Regions from separate parts of the Sus scrofa genome. Here regions 1, 2 and 3 are each linked to region 4. Evidence: chromatin contacts called from public HiChIP or PLAC-seq data. All regions are on one chromosome and are shown on one strand. Each heading gives the region's core, a stretch centred on a gene start, on an enhancer-like site or on the middle of the called end of the contact. The rest is flanking DNA. Distances are from core to core; before and after follow the strand shown. Region 1 holds the start of CNNM3 (metal transporter CNNM3). Region 2 holds the start of ANKRD23 (ankyrin repeat domain 23). Region 3 holds the start of SEMA4C (semaphorin-4C). Region 4 holds the start of ACTR1B (beta-centractin).

The links. HiChIP or PLAC-seq counts read pairs in DNA pulled down with a chosen protein or histone mark.
Region 1: an H3K27ac HiChIP or PLAC-seq map of alveolar macrophages shows a contact between it and region 4. The contact joins the promoter of CNNM3 here to the promoter of ACTR1B in region 4. A contact is called at or near these places in 1 of 47 Hi-C or Micro-C datasets (liver) and 2 of 2 datasets of contacts at active chromatin or transcription factors (alveolar macrophages and skeletal muscle).
Region 2: an H3K27ac HiChIP or PLAC-seq map of skeletal muscle shows a contact between it and region 4. The contact joins the promoter of ANKRD23 here to the promoter of ACTR1B in region 4. A contact is called at or near these places in 1 of 47 Hi-C or Micro-C datasets (heart right ventricle) and 2 of 2 datasets of contacts at active chromatin or transcription factors (alveolar macrophages and skeletal muscle).
Region 3: an H3K27ac HiChIP or PLAC-seq map of skeletal muscle shows a contact between it and region 4. The contact joins the promoter of SEMA4C here to the promoter of ACTR1B in region 4. A contact is called at or near these places in 2 of 47 Hi-C or Micro-C datasets (heart right ventricle and subcutaneous adipose tissue) and 2 of 2 datasets of contacts at active chromatin or transcription factors (alveolar macrophages and skeletal muscle).

The regions. Positions count from the first base shown.
Region 1 is chr3:56,810,580-56,814,150 of Sscrofa11.1, forward strand. CNNM3 (metal transporter CNNM3) reads right to left here and starts at 1,537. Exons shown (of 7, transcript XM_021087264.1): 1 at 1-1,537. The coding sequence starts at 1,165.
Region 2 is chr3:56,775,241-56,778,421 of Sscrofa11.1, forward strand. ANKRD23 (ankyrin repeat domain 23) reads left to right here and starts at 1,584. Exons shown (of 10, transcript NM_001315720.1): 1 at 1,584-1,625; 2 at 2,830-2,898; 3 at 2,901-2,975; 4 at 3,143-3,181. The coding sequence starts at 1,599.
Region 3 is chr3:56,748,950-56,752,182 of Sscrofa11.1, forward strand. SEMA4C (semaphorin-4C) reads left to right here and starts at 1,796. Exons shown (of 15, transcript XM_021087262.1): 1 at 1,796-2,225.
Region 4 is chr3:56,608,163-56,611,609 of Sscrofa11.1, forward strand. ACTR1B (beta-centractin) reads left to right here and starts at 2,194. Exons shown (of 12, transcript XM_021087260.1): 1 at 2,194-2,425. The coding sequence starts at 2,378.

The DNA of each region.
Region 1 (3,571 bases), core at 287-2,786, 200 kb after region 4:
CGGGGATGCGCGTGTGACCGCTCTGCATGATGCTGGCCAGGACGCCGAAGTCCAGCACGGTGCTGGCGTCCAGCATGAAGCAGTCCTCGAGGGGCGTGAGCACGTCCTCCACGGTCCGGCAGGGCAGCACGCCCTTGCTGAGATCGCTGTAGGGGTCGCCACCGCCGCGCGCCAGCTCCAGCACGCGCTCCCGCAGCCGCCCAGGCCGCGCGGCTAGTTCCAGCAGCTGGCCCACCGGGAGCGCCACGGGCAGAGTGAGCAGCACCGCCAAGCGGCTGAGGATAAGAGCGCGCGGCGCCAGCGCCAACGTCCAGCGCCCGCTCACGGCAGCCGGCACCACCTCGCCCACCAGGAACAAGAGCCCCGCGCTGCCCAGCACGGCGGGCACGGCGCGCTGGCCAGCCGCGCGGTACAGTAGCACCGCCAGCGCAGCCTGAGCCAGGCTAGCCAGCAGCAGCAGCGCCCCGAGGGCGCAGCCGGCCCAGCGTCTTGAGGGCTCCAGACGCCGCGCCGCCGCACGCTCCGCCTCCGAGCCGCTCTCGCGCAGCACCTGCACTTCGGCCGGCGCCAGCGCCAGGGCGCTCAGCTGCAGGCCCCGCGCCAGAGCCGCCAGCGCCAGCAACCCCGCCGCCCCCAGACCCACTGCCCAGGGCGGGGCCGCCTCCTCGGCCGCCTCGCCGCCCGGCTCTACACGCACGGCTAACAGCGCCGAGTGCGGGTGCGCGGACTCAGAGCGCAGACGCAGCAGCGCACGCCACTCGCCCGTGGGGGCCGCCGCGCCGCCCGGCTCCCCACGCACTGCCAGCCGCGCGGAGTGCGGATGCGCGGCCTCCGCGCGCAGGCGCAGCAGCGCACGCCACTCGCCCGTGGGGGCCGCTGCCTCGTCTGGAGCTGCGACCGGCCCGCCCTCTGGGCAGCCCGCCCCCTCGGGGGCCACCCAGGACCAGGAGCTGTTGGCTAAGCCCGACCCGAAGAGGCGCAAGCGGAAGGTGGCCTCCGGAGCAGTCCGCACCTCCTCTCCTCGCGCCCACCCCGTGCCTGCCGCTCCGTCCTCTTCCAGACAGACGCCCAGCACTCGAGGACCCGGAGCCGCCTCCGCGGCGGCGTTGCCCAGGCAGAACGCGGCGAGCAACCAGCCTAGCCGACCCGCCGTTGCCGCCGCCATCGCCTGCTGCCCCCTCTCGGCCTCCCGCGCAGCCTACCCCTCCGCCTCCCCCGGGCCAATTATCGCCGGCCCTGGCGCTTCCTCCACCAATAGGCGGCAGGCGGGGGCGGGCCCCAGGGTCGGACTAGGCTGCGCCGGGGAGTAAACAAGCGGCGGCGCGATCCTGGGGCGGGCCGGGGGCGTGGGGCTCTAGGCCCCGCGGGGCTACACCGCGGCTCCCTGGGCTGGGGCTGGCCGGCTCCGGGAGGACGCGGAGCGGAGAGCTGGCCCCCATCAGCGGACGTCTGGTTTCCCCCGGCCATCCCCGCGCACCCGGAGGCCGGTCCGGGCTCTGGGAAGTGCCTGGCTCAGGATTCGGGCCTCAGAGCGGAGTGGCGCTCCTGAAATTGCAGGCAGAGACTTCAGCGAATGGGAGATGGGCAGTTTTCTCAGAAAGCGCCCCGTGAACCACAGACCTAAAGGGCAAGGAGGGCTTAAAGAACTGGTGACTAGGCTTCGGAAGCTAAGGTTTATTGAAGACGTGTGATTGCTCCCGACTCTGCTATTGGTCTGGGTTGTGACACACAACCCCTGTTTTAAAAGGAACTTGCATTCTTGCCAGGAAGAACGACAGTAAATAGATAAACACACGAAATCACTACCTCTTTGGATCCTTGCAGCTACTTCGTGTTATTAATATATTGCACGGGAGAAAAGTAGGACTCGACTTGGCACAGATATCGGGCTCCAATGCGACCAGCCTAGTACCCTGTTCACCATCCTAGCCGCTTTAGGAGATGGCAGCTCTGTCAGGAATTACTGTACCTGGTCGTCCCACTTCTAGCAGATCATTCTTGGGAAAATAATTCCTAAAGACAAACAAGTGTTCCTCAGCCCATTATAATGTCATCTTGACCTGGTTGGAAGGAAACATACAGACTGCTAACAAGACTTCTCTATAGGTGTGGAGAAAAAAGGGCTTTTTAAGAGATTTTCTTTACATTTGTATTATCAAATTTCCTAACACAGTAGACTGTGATAAGACCATCCATATACATGTCATTTTAAATAGTCTTTACGAGGATTCTATAGAAACACATTGCTATGTTCTGAAAATAATATAAGTAAGTGAGGCACTGTGGCTGCAATTAAGTAAAATAACGTTGGTGTGGAAGGTAATATGCAAAATTGAGTAAACCAACAGAAATACTGTGTGAGAATTTTCAGAATAAGCCGCCAGAAGAAGCAATAATACTACTGAGCTTTTCCACTGGACTGGCACACTTCTTTTGGAAAAAGGAAATAAACTCAACCCCTTTGGTTCACACTTCTGTCCCCCAGTCCAGAGAAAATGCTGACACAGTGAGAATGGATGACAGGCTTGAAGTGAGTCATGTGCCTGAAAAGTTAACTCACAAAGAACACTTCCAGAGGCAAGATGGGGAAAATGCCTAGTGCATCTAGACAGGGCTCTGACCTTTGACAAGTAACTTTTCCCTTAGTCTCTGGCTCCCTTAGAAAACAACCTATAACTTATTCTGGGGGGAAGAAGACCTTTCGGTAGAAGAAAACTTTTGAAAACTTGGATCACACTTGGAAAACACAAAGGGCGATTTAAACTGTGAGACACAAAGACAAAGGATCCAGTAGAGGGCAAGCCAAGCTGCTCAGGGAGAGATTTCCTGTGAATAGAGGCCCCAGCACACACCTTCACCAGCTTCCTTCTTCCCTGGCTCTGCACCATTCTTTGGTCCATCGTCACAGCATCAATGGAGACTCTTGTCACCGGATGTTCAGGTCCCTCACTGACACTCCCTGGATTTTCCTTTCTGGTCATTTGGTCCAAGACATTTCCATGTTTTATCTGTATTTATTCTTGAGTTTTAAAGCTGTGACTGTGGCCACTGGCTCATTCCTGCTTCTCTTTCTCTCTCTCTCCCTCCCTCTCTCGTCTGCCGACGTCACTTCCTTCAGCTGGTCTTCCTTGACCGTCTTGACTAGGTTGGATCAAGGTTATGGGAGCAAAGTGCTCCCCTCCAACAGCATCCAGGACTTACTTTCTTGTAAGGCCCATTCATTCATTCATTCAACAAGTATTTCCTGCATTGAATGCCTGCGGGGTACCAGACACTGTTGTAGTGCTGGGACTACAGTGGAAATAAGAAAGATGCTGACCTCCTGGAGCTTCAGTTCTAGTGGGAGGACAACAGAAAATACACACGTCTGTACTTCTTATCTGATCATAAGTGCTATGGAGAAAAAGTAATCTGAGACAAGAGGGACTATTGCTAAGCTATTTTGGATGGGAAGGCTTCTTCAAGGAGGTAACATTTGAACAGAGGCTTTGATGCAGTGAAGGGGTGAGCCTCAAAAAGACCTGGGAGAAGAGAATGTTCCAGGCGGAGAAGACAGCCTGAGAAGTTGGTG
Region 2 (3,181 bases), core at 334-2,833, 170 kb after region 4:
CTGGGCTCTGTGGTGAGCATGCTTAGCCAAGTGGTTCCTGAGCTTGATTTGCTGTTTGGGGGATTTTTTGTTTTCTTTTTAGGGCTGTGCCCACAGCATTTGGAAATTTCCAGGCCAGGGACTGAATCAGAGCTGCAACTGCCAGCCTACATCAAAGACACAGCCATGCCAGATCCAAGCCACATCTGCAGCCTACACCACAGCTTGTGGCAATGCTGGATCTTTAACCTACTGAGTGAGGCCAGGGATCGAACCCACATCTTCATAGATACTAGTTGGGTTCATAACTTGCTGAGCCACAATGGGAACTCCAATTTTTTTTTTCTTGATAAGTAATAGCAGTAGTAAGTTAATACAGTGAGCTCCATGTGAATACCAATAGTTTCTGCTGAGAATTTCAGGTGCAGTCTGCTGGAGCCCTCGCCCTCAGACGTTGTTGGAGGGGTGTCTTAGAGTTGGTGGCCAGTGGTGGGGGCCAAAGCTGAAGTCCTGCCTTCTCCTGTCTATATCCCCTCACTCTCCTCCAGGTAATTCTCCCTCGTCACGACCACAAGTCACCTTCGAAAGAAAGGTGGACGATAAGCTTGGGCTCCTCATGTCTCAAAACTTGGAAGCACTGAGAAGCCAGCTGGGGGTGGGGCCTCGGTCTGCCTGTGACCTGCAGTTCTCCTGCTCGGCCTGGATGCCTGCTCGTGTTTCTCCAATTCTGGAGTCTTACTCACTAGCTATCAGATTTCCTTGAAACGTCAAGGCAGAGGTCAAGGCGCAGCCAAGGGGAGGCATACTTGGTGTCCCGGGAAAATTAGGAAGTTTGACCTTGGCAGCTGGAGAGGGACTGCTCTGCGACTGGATTAATGGTTCATGTTCATAGTTGGACCTGGGGCGGATCTGAGCCTCACCTTCCTGGGGAGGGTCGTGCTGTGCCTGGCAGGTGTCCGTGGGGACCTGCATGTGGGCCATCAAAGGCTCTTCAGGAGGCACAAGATGCTGATAACAGGCCAAGCTTGGCTCTGGGTGGTGGCCTAGCTTAATGCTAAGGCCTTCAGAGTGGTGGGGGACAAACCCACCAGGAGCAGCTGGGAGTGATCTGGGAACTGGCCAGGTGAGAAACAGCTCGATTTCTTCAAGTAGGTGCCAGCTGAGGCAGATGTCAGCCTCCTGGGCCTGTGGTTTGGAGGTCTTCTTTAAGGATTCTGGTCCTTCTGCTAGGGCAGTCATGCTGGATCTTCCAAGGTCTCCACAGACAGACCTCATACTTGACCGTGTTTTCAAGTGGGAGCTATTTCCCCTGAGCCTAGGCTGGTGGCCCAGCACCCAGGATGTATGTTATTGGTTGAATTGCTTCTGAGTAGGTGCCTGGGGGCAGGTGGCACCGGTGCAGGATGGCAGGTATCTGAGGATGCAACTGACTCAGCTCAAAACAGCTTTCTCCTGCCTACAGCAGGCTGCATGCCCGCACTGGTATTTCGGTGGTGTTACAGAGCCACTGAGTTATCTGGCCAGGGCACAAGCCTCTGCCCTTCCCCCGGAGATAGCTCTCTATAAAAGGGCTGAGCCTCTCAGCTTCTCTCACTGGGAGCATGGAGAGCGGGGGGACCATGGACTTGATCAGCATCCAGCAGTTGGTAAGGCCACAGGGCAGTGGTCTGGGTGCCCTGGACTGTCTCAGCAGAATGAGGAGCTCAGGCAGTTTCTTTCTTTAGCCTGTAGAGTGGGTTTTAGGAGTCAAGACCTGGTCTGTCTGCCGAGTCCTCATGTGAGGTGGTGAGGGGCTAGGGAGCAAGAGAGGGAAACAGTGAGAAAGATGCTGCGTCATGGTGGGCAAGGAAATCCTTGAGTTTAGTGGGTTTTGCCCTGGGCTGTGATGGCCAAAGAGGAACACAAAGTGGCAGGTCACCCTAGAAGACACACGTGTGGCTGGGGTGTTTAGCTCAATTGCACTGATGGTCCAGAGGGTCTGGCTGCCTTGGCTGGGGGCAGGGAGAAGGGTGCCCTGGGCAGGGAAACAGGAATAGCAGTGGCACTTTGGGATGTCTGCTGTGGGGAGGTGGGGTGTGGAGGGTGGTGAGGCTGATGGCCACAGCCAGGGCAGCCTCAGCAGCCTCTTGCTGGGAGGTGGGCTGCAGGGCCTGAGTGGTTTCATGTTGCCTGGGTTTGCTTTTCAAAGCCCAAGGCTCTGCCATCCTGTCATTCCAACTTTTTCTCTCCCCTCAACACGCTTATTCCTCAATGCTCCCCAGCTCCTGAGTCCCGGGGCTGGGGGCCGGGAAGGAAAAGACAGGAAGAATGTATAGCAGGTTCTGCCCTAGGCACTAGTCCCTGGACGTCACAGCTCCAAGGGGTAAATGCTGGCTTCACCCCATTTTACTGTGAAGAAACAGAGCTTCATGAGGAGTCAAGATTTGAACCCAGGAATCTTACCCAGAAGGCATCTCCTCTGTCCCTCTGGGCTTGGGGTCAGGTGGCAGTGTGGCGTGATCTGGTAGGAATGTAAGGACAACAACTCAGGAGGGCAGCCATGTCAACCACCCGGGCTCACCTGGACACAGCCCAACAGTATAAATAGATGCAGTGTCAGGCCCCCTGCTGCTAGTTTCTGTGACAGTATAGGGCAGGCCGCAGGCGACACCGCAGGCCATGAGCCAGTGATAGCCATGGGTGTCAGGAGCAGCCCGTGTTTAGACTGCCCATGAGCTTTGACAGGGGTCAGGCCAGCTCTCAAATCACTCCGGGCAGGGACACCCCCCCACCCGCCCCGTACAACACAGCCATGTTTTCTAACGCCTTCTCTTAATTTTTCTGATCCTTTATCCTTGTCCTGTCCTGTAGGTAAGTGGAGAGAGAGGTGAAAGGAAAGAACTGGGACGTGGACATAGAGTTCCTGATCCTGGAGGTGGGCTTGCACCTGGAGGCTGGGGCCCCAGGAGGCTGAGGCCCAGGAGAGGCGGAAACTGGAGGAAGAGAAGAGGAGCAGAGTGAGTGACCGGGTAGCTGGCCATGAGCAGGGCCCCACAGCTTGAGTGCTGCACTTCTTTTGTGGGCAGGGAGGATGGGGTTAGAACAGCTGGAGGCTGCCCCAGGGCTCCCGCGGCCAGCAGCTAATGGCTGGCATGGCCCTGTTTCCACCCCCTTTCTGCTCCAGCTTGAAAGATTTAACAGTTCCAGAATTAACTTGGAGAAC
Region 3 (3,233 bases), core at 546-3,045, 140 kb after region 4:
CACATCCGAGCTGTGTCTGTGACCTACACCACAGCTCACAGCAATGCCAGATCCCTTAACCCACTGAGCAGGCTAGGATCGAACCCACAACCTCATGGTTCCTAGTCAGATTTGTTTCTGGTGCGCCATGATGGGAACTCCAGTAATTTTTTTTTCCCCTTAATTTAAGGCCCATAAGTCCTCATTTTTGACAGTTGTGCTTTTATATAAAAGTATGAATCACGGAGTTCCCTTCGTGGCTCAGTGGTTAATGAATCCGACTAGGAACCATGAGGTTGCAGGTTCCATCCCTGCCCTTGCTCAGTGGGTTAAGGATCCAGCATTGCTGTGAGCTGTGGTGTAGGTTGCAGACGCGGCTCAGATCCTGCGTTGCTGTGGCTCTGGCATAGGCCAGTGGCTACATCTCCGATTTGACCTCTAGCCTGGGAATCTCCATATGCCACGGGAGCAGCCCTAGAAAAGGCAAAAAGACAAAAAAAAAAAAAAAAAAAGTATGAATAATGAGCAAGTAGACATGCAGGAAACTATATACCCTGCTCACCCACCCATGGAAAAGGCCTGTGCTGGAAAGGAACAGAATACAGCAGGAAATGAGCGAAGGTAGAGAAGGAGAGCTCAGGAACTGCAGCCTCATTTTTGAGGAGCGTTTGGGAGGGAAGGGCTCTGGAGTCTGTTAGCAGGAAGGGAGAAGTCTGCCTTGAGGTATAAGAGATGGTCCCTGCCAGTGAAACCAAACCACCTCCTGAGACTTTCCACTGGGGCCGTCTTGCAAGTGGGGCCAGGAGCTCAGGTCTCAGCCTGGTAACCCTCATCCCTAGGGGTGGGTGGGGGTGAAACTGAGGCAAAATAGCAGGGAGAGGAGGGTTTGGTGCCTAAAAGTTGTCAGAATGACTGATCAATTTATCAGAAAGACAGAATCAGGAATCCCAAGGCCTGATTTAATATTCCGACCTTGGTAATTATCTGTGTGACTTTGGACAGGTTGCTTAACCTTTCTGAGACTCATTTTATCTATAAAATGAGAGAAACAATACCTACTTTATAAAGGGTGTTGATGAGGGTAAAATGTTGCTGACTCTAAAGCACAGAACAAATGTGCTTTACTGCCGCTTAGATAGACAGGGTCTAACTTGGACCACAAGTGGAGTATGTGTGTGTTTGTGTCACCCATCTTCTCCCTCCCTGCCACCCACCCCATGCTAATTAACTGGCTTGTCCCCTATCTCCAGCATCTCCAAGGCCACCAGCTGTTTTTCTGGTGGAGAGGAACTGGGAAATGTGGCTTTGGCCAGCACGGGAGAAGGGATCTTTATGTATACTAGCAAAGACCCAATTGTTACTGAATCCAAACTGGGCTGCTTTCCCCAATTATCTCCACTGGTCTTCTGGCCTCCACTTTTCAGATGCCAAGTTTTAACCCAGAACAAAAGCCCCTGTCCAGGACTGATTTATAATCCAAATCTGCTGACGGGGCCCTAAAGTGTCCCTCCCCTACAGGACTGCACAGGGCTTAATGTTACCAGGAAGCTTTTCTGCCTCCAGTCTCTTCACTTCTGCCCTTTGGCCCTAGACAGGAGGTGGCATCTGTCTTTGGGTCCCCATGAGGTGGCCTCCCTGGGGTTCCTCTGTCCACTTGTCCAGCTTGGAGGACCAGCTGGCAAAGACACCCTAGCACCACCCAGGAGACCAGAGCTACAAGTTACTTCTAGGAGCGGCTGTGGGCGGAGGCTGGCGGTTCTGAGAGTGGTAGTTCTCCAGCTGGCTCCCCTCAACCCCTTTCATCTGAACATCAGGGTTCATGTCACTTGTTATTCAGCCTTCCAGTGGCACCAGAGGAGTCATTTCCTGAGGGTAGGCTCTGTGCAACAGGAGCCGGGGTTTATCCTTGCCGGAGTCAGGCAAGGGGCGCTGAGTGGGACCCTTTGCCTGGAGCGTGAGAAACAACAGGCAGAAGCTCGAGGGAGGCTCGGGGGTCTTCCTGGCTGGTGAGGCCCGATCCAGTCTGATCCCAGGGGTCAGGCGTCAAGCCAAGAAACGATGCAGAATTGGGGGTCCAAATAAGACCACTCTGGGCCGCCCCGAAGAGAAGCCTCGGATACACGCCTCGAGGTGGCTCGCCTGCCTTCGTTCCTGTAACCATAGCGTAGGGAGCGCCTTAGCCCCATTCCCGATCCAGGTCGCCCAGCCCGAGCGGTTGGCCTTAGGGGACACTTCGGAAAGACCGGGTAAGTCCGATTCCCCTTGCCAGGGCCCGGAGTCCCTCCTCTGTCCCACCTCCCCGCGCGGTGGCGCAGATCATGACTACAAGGCGCTGGGCCGCAGGGCACCGGGAGGGGCGGGGGTCCGAGCCACCGGACGGGGAGCGGCGAGGCGTGCGGGTCGCGGCGGGTCACAGCCCCCCTCGGGGCGGGCCTTCGCGTCCCGCCCCCGGCCTCCGCCGACCCCCCCCACCCTGTTTGACGTCAGGGGGAGGGGACGGAGAGCGGCGGCAGCCGGGGAGAAAGAGCCGGCGCCCGCCGCGGTGGCGCGGGGAGCCCGAGCCCAGGGGCGCCGAGCCGAGCCGGGCCGAGGGGCGGTGGCAGCCGGGCAGCGGAGCAGGGCGGGCGGGCGCGCGCGGGCGGGCGGCGGCGCGCGGGCAGGGGCGGACCGTGGTCGGAGCCGAACGCGAGGGCGGCGCCCAGGGATTCCAGCCGCGAAGAAGAGGTGAGTGAGGCCGGGGTTGCCCGGGGCCGGGGCTAAGGGGCTCCGGCCCGCTGCTTTGTCCGCCGACTCGGGAGGGGGCGGCCTGCACGCGCGAGGGACAGGGTCTGGGGGCGCAGGGAGGGGCGGCGGCAGGGACAACTGTCCGCCCGAGTGCCTTCTTACGCCCCCCGCGGGCTGCCTCGCGGGGGCTCGTAAGCGGGGCAAGCTATTCCCTTCGCTACAGGGTCCGGAAGCGCGGACTGGTCATGGGGAGCGGGGGTCCCCCGTGCTGTCCGGTCCGAGGCCGGGATCTTCTCCAGGTCCCCGAACTGCCCCCGGCTTTGCCACCTCCGACGGAAAGTTTGGGGCGGGCTTGGACGGAGGCCGATGTTGTGGGATCGGATTTCCCTGCCGCGGCCCCCCAGCCTCCCGCCCGCTCCGCTCCGCTGGGGAGGCGGGCTGTCCTGGAAAGGCTGGAGCGCTCGCCTTGCAGCCGCGGGGGTGCCATCCACGGCCCGCCGCTCGGGGTGGGCAAGGGTCGGGGGCGCGAG
Region 4 (3,447 bases), core at 944-3,443:
GGAGCTGTAGCCACCAGCCTACGCCACAGCCACATCAACGCAGGATCCGAGCCCTGTCTGCAACCTACACCACAGCTCACAGCAGTGCCAGATCCTTAACCCACTGAGCGAGGCTAGGGATCAAACCAGCAACCTCATGGTTCCTAGTTGGATCTGTTAACCACTGAGCCATGACGGGAACTCCCTGTACATCATTGTTCATAGCAGTTTTACTCACAATAGCTAAAATGTGGAAGCAACCCAAGAATCCAACAGATGAATGGATAAGCAAAATGTACTATATACATACAATTGGATATAATGCAGCCTTAAAAATAAACGAAATTGTTATGTGGAGGATGGAGAGTTAGAGTTCTGGTCTCATAAGTTCCCTTTCCCATATTAAAGAATCTTGAGGAGTTCCCGTCGTGGCTCAGCAGTTATGAACCAACTAGCATCCATGAGGATGAAGTTTAGATCCCTGGCCTTGCTCAGCGGATAAGGATCCGGCGTTGCCGTGACCTGTGGTGTAGGTCCCAGACGTAGTATTGCTATGCTTCTGGTGTAGGCAGGTGGCTTCAGCTCTGATTGGACTCCTAGCCTGGGAAACTCCATATGCTGCAGGTGTGGCCCTAAAAAGACAAAAAGACAAATAAATAAACAAATGAAGAGTCTTGAATGTGGCTTATACAATCATTGGAGACATTTACACATAGAACATTCTGGACTCTGGCTTTCTTTGCTTTGACTTAGCCGTACATCCCGACTTATTTCTCATCAGATTATACAGAAATCCCTCATTATTTTAAATAGTTGCACAATGACCCATTTTATGAATGGATAGACACCAGATACAAACAAACATATCTATGACCTCAATTGCGTGAAATTCCACAATAGGCAAAACTAACCTGTGTCATTAGAATGCAGGACAGTGGTCTCCGAGGAGGAGGAAAAAGCAGTGAGCAAAAGGGGTGAGAGGTTTCTGGGTCATGCTTTGCTTTTTTTTTTTTTTTTTTTGTCTTTTCTAGGGCCGCTCCCGCAGCATATGGAGGTTCACAGGCTAGGGGTCAAATCGGAGCTCTGGCTGCCGGCCTATGCCAGAGCCACAGCAACTCAGGATCTGAGCTGCGTCTGCAACCTACACCACAGCTCATGGCAACGCCGGATCCTTAACCCACTGAGCAAGGCTGGGGATCAAACCCGCAACCTCATGGTTCCTAGTCAGATTCGTTAAGCACTGAGCCACGACGGGAACTCCCATGCTTTGTTTCTTAAATTCAGTGATGGTTATGATCTCGAAGAGACAGCAGTGAGTAATGACTTGGAGTGAGACCTTAATTTCCTGCTCCAGAATTGAACCTGGGCAGCCTAGATGAAAACCAGGTAACCTAGCCACTAGACTAACTACAGGCTAGAAGCAGAAGTGCCCTGATTCTTGCGCCCTGTTGAAAACTGAATGTTTCAAGGAGGCAAAGACTGTGAAAATAGGTATAAAGTTTGGAGTATAGGTATAATTCATTAAAATGTATACTTATGATTTCTGCACTTTTCTGCATGACGGTTGTGCTTCAATTTTACCAAATTTAATCTCACAGTCTAGTGGGAAAGTTATATAGAGATGCAAATAACCATGGCTCAGTTCGGTAGTGAATTCAGGACTCTCATCTAGCACTTATGCAGCAGTTGACTCCGGCACAATTGTAGGCTGCCTGCAGGCTAATCCCAGTTGCTGCTCCTTGATTCCCATATCTGTAAAATGGGGATAATAATAAAACTACCTGATACAGTTACTGCAAGGGTGTAATATAGTAATCTATAGAAAGTGGGTTAGAAGTCCTCCGCAAGCACGTGGCAGGTGCTCCATTAACTCAGCTACCGTTAGCACGAAACTGTAATTTTTACTAGGAAAAGGATCCTCCTCAATGCTCTATAAAGAAATGCTTTGGGTGAAATATCCAGCGCCAGCCTCCTCGGGTGCAGCGAGCTTAGGAGGAACGGAGTCTTCCTGGACAGGTGAACTCCCAACCCTCCTGACTCCGAACACGTCCTCTTTAAGAGTGGAGCCACGACGTCAACCCCACGCGGCGCAGCCTACCTTGGAAGCGCCCCTGCGGTTCTTCCGAGCGGCCTCCATTGGCTGGCCAGCACCCGGCGGCCCCGCCCCTTCGCCGGCCTCCGGCCCCAGGCGACCTGCGTCAATCCGCCCAGCTTGGAGCTATGATTGGCCGTGGGGCCGGCCCTCCAGAAAGCCCCGCGGGGCTTGCTTAAGCTGCGCGCTCTGGATGGGAGGGGCGCGGCGCAGCGTCTGTAGCCGCCTCCGTCCCCCTCCGTCTGCCCGCCCGCCGTTGGTCCCTCCAGCAGCCCGCCTGCTGGGCAGGGCCGGCCCGGCCCGGCCATGGAGTCCTACGACATCATCGCTAACCAGCCTGTGGTCATCGACAACGTGAGGCTCGGCGGCCGGGGGGAGGGCGGGCGCTCCGCCCTCAGGGACTCATGCGGCGGCACCTGCAGGGACCCCGGCCCGTCTCTGCCGCTCCTCTGGTCACTGCCCGCCTGCCACCCGCGCTGGCCGCCCGCGCCCCCACCTGGCCCTTAACCCGGGCCACGGGGCCAGACCCTCGCCAGCGTGGCAGAGCCCCAGCCAGAGCACTCCTGAGCCCGGCGGGGAGGTCAGGAGAGGCAGGAGTCCCATCCGTCTGGCGGCCCTTGGTCAGCATCTGGAGGGCTGGAGTGACAGCCGGGCAACCCGGCAGATGTGTGTCAGGCTCGGGGCGCACCCCGGACCCTTCTCAATTGACAGTGAGGTCACAGGGCAGGTCTCGACCCAGCCCCTTTACTACTCCTCAGGCTCTGACTCTGGCTGCCCCTCCTAGTGGAGGAGGAATGGCATTTGCCTTCTTGCACACCACTGGCCCCATGTTTCGGAGAGGGTTGGCCTGGTGACCTCTACAACAGCTCTTCCCAAGGGGCTGCACCCCCAGGCAGCACCTCCAGAGTGGGCAGGCCTTGCTGCACCCTTTTCCTGGGACAGGGGAAAATGTAAGCTAAGCTCTGCCGGCCACATAGCCACGGCCACCTGCCTGGCCACTTGGCTGTTTTGACCCTCTCCTTAAGTGCTCCAGGAGCCAAACAGAAGTTCCACAGTTGGCAGGGCAATGGAAAGAATTCAGGACTACTTTTCCCAGAACCCATGAGTACTTTGCAATAATTGTTTGACAACCTCAGGAGAAAGTTGCTTGGCTCCATTGTGGTCCTTCAACACTGGGGCTAAGCATGCTTCCTGGTCCACAGGAAGAAAATAAAGGACAGGGAGGGATCTGTGGCTCTGCTCCTAGCTGGGTATCTGCCCCTGGAGCCCTGGAGTTTTTGTTAATGACTCACTTTTCTTTCTTGGATCTGTCTCCCTGCCATTTGACTCCCATGTAATCCCTGAATGGCTGTCTTTTTTGGAGTACCCATGTGAGC